2 separate regions of the Zea mays genome follow, and region 1 is linked to region 2. Evidence: chromatin contacts called from public Hi-C data. All regions are on one chromosome and are shown on one strand. Each heading gives the region's core, a stretch centred on a gene start, on an enhancer-like site or on the middle of the called end of the contact. The rest is flanking DNA. Distances are from core to core; before and after follow the strand shown. Region 1 has its middle 24 kb from the start of LOC100272850. Region 2 holds the start of LOC100285059.

Region 1 (2,971 bases), core at 426-2,925, 100 kb before region 2:
AGTCCACAGTTGTGCCTATCTGTTGTCAAGGTATTGATCTCAACGTGGTCCTAAGGAATATGCCGGCCAGAAGGGCTACCTTCCCCTTAAAATACCTGGGCCTCCCGCTCTCATCATCCAGACTGAAGAAGAGCGACTTACAGTTCTTAATTGACAAAATTTCGAACAAGCTCAGTGGCTGGAATGGGAAAAACCTCTCTATGGTTGGTAGACTAACTTTAGTTAAGTCAGTCATTACCTCCCAAACAATCTACCTTCTCTCTGCTTTACGGGCTCCTAAGGAAATATTGAATTTAATTGTCTCGAGAAGGAAAAAATTCCTTTGGGCTGGGTGTGCACAAATTACGGGAGGTAAATGCAAGGTAAATTGGCTCCGTTCCGCAAGGCCAAAAGAGTGCGGAGGCTTGGGTATCCTTCATTTAACCAAATTTGCAAGGACCTTGCGTTTGCGTTGGCTATGGCAAGATTGGGCTTCATCAACTAGGCTCTAGACGGCCTTGGAACTCCCTTGCATGACAAAAGATCGACAGCTCTTCGCAGCAGTGACATCGATTTTGGTGGGAGACGGGACAAAGGTGTCCTTTTGGAATGATGCGTGGGTGCAAGGGTTAATACTGAAGGACATTGCGCCTCTCATTTTCAATGTGTCCCAAAGAAAGAACAGATCTTTGAGTGAGGCGCTGTGTCGAATCATACTTGGATTAGGGACCACAACCTATTTTCTGTTGAGGTGACAAAGCAACACATTGGGGAGTACTGTAGGCTTTGGTCAATTTTGCAAAGAATATCCTTGCAACCAGGTATTTGTGACTCTATTAGTTGGAAACTCTCAGAAGATCGACAGTATTTGGCGAAATCAGCAGACCTTGCCTAATTCCTCGGCTCTGAGCTTACAAATATGAACTGGATCATTTGGAAGGTATGGGCGCCACCGAAATATAAATTCTTCAATTGGTTAGCCATCCAAAATAGAATTTGGACAACAGATCGTCTTGCGAAGAGGGATTGGCCCCACAACGCTGCCTGTGCATTATGTGGGCAAACTTTAAAGTCAGGATTGCATCTCTTCGTTGAGTGTCGTTTAACCAAGCGGATTTGGGGAGGGGTGGCTGTACGGGCAGCGGTGGAGGGCCTTAGTCCAAGTAACTGGGACCGCAATGAGTATGTCCTACAATGGTGGACGTCCCTAGCTACAACTCAAGATAAGGTTGCAACATGATGGGCTTGAGAAGCCTCTTAATTCTAGCGAATTGGATGGTCTGGTGTGTGAGAAATGCTAGGATTTTCGACCACAAATCCTCCATATGTGCTCAGATTCTCGCATCTATTATATCTGAGGTATCAGCCTGGATATGTGCAGGAGCCAACCAGCTGGCTAATCTTCTAGCATCTCTTTAGTTTTGTGTGTTTGAACTTGGTTTTTCTCCTAGTCTCCTTTTAGATTAGTCTTGTTTGTTTGTGTTTTTTCGGCTTGGTCATGTTTTTGTGGGGTGTCTTTGTATTTTAAACCTGCCCACTTTAGGCTCCTTCTTTTTAATATAACGGGTAGATCTCTTGCCGGTTCGTTTAAAAAAAGAGTATGCCTTGAATAAAAGTTCGTAACCTCCACTTGCTCAGTTTATTTTTGGGCCGGCCCGCGTAGTAGAGATTGGACCGAATCTAACTCCCAGACTCCAGCAGGCAGCAGGCCTTGCAGAATCCTCGTCTCCATGCACATGCTGAAATTTCCGAGTGCTGGACAATCTCCAAGCTGCCGAGCGACGATTGCCCGAACAGGCTCCATCTCTTCGTTCAGGGTCATGTTCTAGAAGAACAACACCAAAGCTGTATAGTACATGTCACTCTTATCCGTCAGCTGGCAAGTATGCGTGTGCTCAGACTCAAGAGTCGTGAACTGAGGACCTGCCACTGCCAGTCCCAGTCGGTGCCTGCCAGTATGGAGGCCGCAAAGTCTGATACCATCGCAGCATAGTTCTTTCTCATCGAGGAGACGAAGAGTTGTATTAGAAGATTTGACAGCACGATGAAGGATTGTTGGAGGTGAAGCCCATGAATGAAGGTAAGCTTAAAGAGCAGAAGACTCAAGCGCGATCAGGGTGCCGTTGGGAACGCACTCGTAGACTAGCATTTTGGGCAAGGTATGTTGGTGCATTGGACAGGGCATGGCCGTGGAACATTGACGGCGGCACACTCATCAACATCTGAAAACACAGCAGTGCGATATCTGCTACGTCCATCTTGTGCCGCCGTCGTCGTCGTAATAAAAGGCGACGACATGGACACAGACAGCCAAGAACATATAAGTTGGCCGCATCGTCTCGTCCTGCGTCACCGCGTGCATTGACTTTATCTAAGCATTTGTTTGGTCCCTATATATCTAGAGCATGAGTTATACGAGTAAATACAGAACAAATCATTTTGAGGTCTCTTTAGCTACATCCACTCATACGCCAAAAATACATGTTTTCGGTCAGTCTGGATCGGGCAAGCAAGCGTGGGTGTGCTTGTCCAGCTAACCAATCTGTTAGGATCGTAGGTGGGGAAAAGGAGACACAGAGTTTAATGTGGAAAACTCCTCCAATGTGGAGGAGAAAAAAACCACGAAAAAATAGATATATTATATGTTGTTCGAGTACATGATACAAGGGGACCTATTTATATAGGCAAATGAGATAGAGATAGTGTCACATGATCTTATCAAACAAATTTCCCCTTGACGCTAAATCTATAAAACTGTTTCCCCAAACGCCACTAGGATGCTAAATTTGAATATCAACCAAGTCTAAGAAATCATTAGACTTGAAACTGGAGCACGGCTTCGTATCATCAAAATAACCTCTCTTTTGAAACGCAATAAAAACAGATTCAGCATCAACTGTTGAACATTGCAAGTAATTGAGATTATTCAAACGGTTGCCCTTCAACATAATACAGTTGCCGCGTGAAACCTTAACAACACCATCAATAGCAG
Region 2 (3,036 bases), core at 211-2,710:
TGAACAAACAACCTGAAGAATACAATTTGTCTTAGATTTTGGGTAATAGGAAAGAAATTAACATCAGCATCAAGATTTAATATTGGAAGAGAAACATACCCTCCTATCATGCTCTTCTGCAAAATATTCGCGATTGACATCACTCCTTGGAATTGCATCATTGGAATTGATAGAGAGTGCTGTATCTCGGACCTGAACAGGCAGACCATATTCAAGATCCAGCAGGCAGACCTGGCAGACATTCTTTAGCTTGCAACATGTCTGGCAGATCTCAGTCTTCTTGTACCTTGCATCTCGCCCAGGACGCCACCGGAATACAGTAAAAGGACGTGCACAAATTTTGCATTCTTTGTCATATTCAGCTCTTAACTGCAAAGAAAAACAAGAGTCAGTGAATCATATTTACATGAAATACTGAAGCAAATGCAAAATAAGGAGCAACTAAATGGAAAGTTATTCCCATTCATGTATTACACAACACCTATCTGGTACTACATGATGTGTATTGCATATGGCAAAACCAATTGGTTAGCTAGTTTAATTTGTTAGCATTCTAGAAACTAATTTACCCTGGTTATAACTGGCTTAAATCTATCACTCATCTTGCTAATCACACTATGCGCATGGCGAAACCACCTTACTGCACTACTGCTCTTGCAGAATCATCAACAGTGGCTACTTGGGGTGAAATTAATGGAAACCAGGGCTGTTCAGTTCTGAGGCAGAGATTGCCTTTCCTAGCTAGCAAGGGTCTGCCCTACCTCGTGGTTGGAAACAGCCGAATCAGCTCTCCAATGGTAGCATGATATTTTCTTGGCAGCACAAGCCCCAAGAAAAACAAGCCTCCCAAATCAAACAGCTACCTCTTTCCATTTCCTGGCTAAGCAAGGTATGATGAGGAGAAGCAAGCGAACCAAACGGTTTCCAAACCACTACCAGTAATTTAGCATTTTGCAGAGCACAATCCCGAAGCAAGCATCACTGCATCAGACTTCCTCAAAGATCCAATCCCAAGTTTAATAACACATCTATAAGAGACAATTTCACAAAGAAGGCAATATGCCAAAAAAAAAAAACGTGCACAGAATTCGACGCAGCGAAACCTAGACCTAGTTCCCGTCGAGCATAAGAAATCACAGACGAAACCAAATCAAGCGGACCACCGGCCACAAATCGGATAACGACGCCAAAGAGAAGCACACAAATCATTCAGGTAGGGCTAGGGTTTGATGTGTTACCATCCGGACGTAGGGGTTGTCGCCGAGGCATGACTCGCAGATGATGGGGAAGTCCGACCGCTCCCACCCGTCCGCCTGCGCGTCCCGCAGCAGCCGGTGCGCCATCCCCCTCCTCTCCGCCGCCGCCGAGAAGCCGGATGGAACGAAGCCAAGGGGCTGCGGGCAGGCGAGACGAGACGAGACGAGACGTCGAGACCCGAGTGCCGACTCCCGAGTCCGGAGTCCCGACCGATCGTTGACCGAATACCTCGCCCTCGCCTCTAGCTCAAAGTGGTCTCTTATTGGGCCGCACTTTAAAGCACATCTACTACTGCGTGGGTCAGACTGTGCTCCAGGCTTTACGTAAGCGTTTACGTGGGCCTAGGTTTACGTATTTGTTTACGTGGGCCGAGCCCGCGTGGAAAAGACGTGGTTAGTTAATTTTGGCGGCTGTGGCGAGACCATTTCGGCGGTTGAGGCGACACGGCAGAAGTGAGCAAAGCGTTCAGGTGCGGAGCCGCGGAGGGATGGGCGGCAGGAGGGAGGCCATAGAGCGGGAGCTGAAGAAGCTTCGGGCAGAGCGGGAGGAGCTCGACGGCCGGATACGGCTGCTGGAATCGCAGCTCGAGGCAGGGCCTGCGGGATTCAACGGTGCGGCGGCGGGGAAAGGAGTAGGGGACGATGCGTGCGGCGGGAGTGGAGCGTGCCAGAGCCGCGTGGGTAACGAGTTTGCTCCGGACGGTAGCCTCCCGGCGGATATGATCTACCGGTACAGCCGCCACCTCCTTCTCCCGGACTTCGGGGTCGAAGGTCAGTTGTTTAGTTTCACTCGTCACGGCTTGCTGCCTCCAAAGTCTCATTGTTTACTCCTCACTCCGTCCCTCTTGTTCTAACATTTTTAGAGCTAACTAAATTTATATAATAAAATAATAATAATTAGGAAACTAAATAAATATATTTGATTTTTATTAATTATATTTTCATACTACCCCTATTTTATGACATAAATCTTTATGATTATTTATATAATTTTGGCCAAACCTATCATTAATTTTGGTCAAAGTTAAGGTCATTTGACTCTTCAACAAAGTTTTTTAGTGGAATGTATTATAATTTGGAACGGAGGAAGCACTGTCATATAGTTGCTTGTCTCTTCTGCTTCAGATGTGTCATCACAATCGCAGCATATTGCTGGGGAAAACGGTGCAGTTAGCACGCTCGTTTCGGCTGATCCTCTGACCTTTGTCATCTTTCTGGCAGGCCAGCGGAAGCTGTCACAGTCGTCGATTTTAGTTGTTGGGGCTGGAGGTTTGGGCTCTCCCCTGGCATTGTATCTAGCAGCTTGTGGTGTCGGTAATTTTCTTCTCCGCTGTTGATTTTTTTTTTGTGAATTATGAGTATTAAATAAAAAGTAAAGAGTTGAAACGAAGAAAATTAACCGAATTAAATTAAGTTTTCCAGCCATGTACCAATTAGAGGGAAGTGGCTCTGCTTCACCCTCATGGTGAACAGAGAAAATAGTCATTTTCTTGGAAGCGAAAACAGATGGTTGGATTCCTTGGAAAATTAGATCATCTCTTGCCTTCCAAATGCTCCAGTACATAATGATGATAATTTTCATAAAGAAGGGCGTGTTGAGTTGGTTGCTTGAACTGATGAAGACATTCAAAAGGGTTCATGTTTGAACTTGTCTGCATATTAACTAGGTTCCAACAGGCAGAAGCAAATGGACAGAGAATGAGCAAGTGCTGCAAAGATTCTTCAATCTGATTGGTGCAAAAGACACAGTTATAGCTAGGAAGATACATGTTTTCCTTCT

What was found. Hi-C and Micro-C count contacts between places; a contact is called where the count stands out from the background.
Region 1: a contact with region 2 is called in a Hi-C map of leaf, with 4 times the contacts expected there. The contact joins the enhancer-like site here to the promoter of LOC100285059 in region 2. A contact is called at or near these places in 9 of 25 Hi-C or Micro-C datasets (bundle sheath, ear, leaf and 1 more) and 1 of 3 datasets of contacts at active chromatin or transcription factors (seedling).

Annotation. Positions count from the first base shown.
Region 1 is chr9:17,329,580-17,332,550 of Zm-B73-REFERENCE-NAM-5.0, reverse strand. No RefSeq gene overlaps it. Among protein-coding and RNA genes, the nearest start is that of LOC100272850, 24 kb to the right of the region's middle. Within about 2 kb of position 1,675, at least 12 of the 20 cell types and tissues checked have an H3K27ac peak or open chromatin away from gene starts, as enhancers often do. A contact at or near this core is called in bundle sheath, ear, leaf and 2 more, where this site is marked.
Region 2 is chr9:17,229,512-17,232,547 of Zm-B73-REFERENCE-NAM-5.0, reverse strand. LOC100285059 reads right to left here and starts at 1,460. Exons shown (of 4, transcript NM_001372164.1): 1 at 1,239-1,460; 2 at 100-369. The coding sequence starts at 1,343. It overlaps LOC103638013 (adenylyltransferase and sulfurtransferase MOCS3-1), which reads left to right and starts at 1,679. Exons shown (of 10, transcript NM_001301626.1): 1 at 1,679-2,027; 2 at 2,478-2,570. The coding sequence starts at 1,745.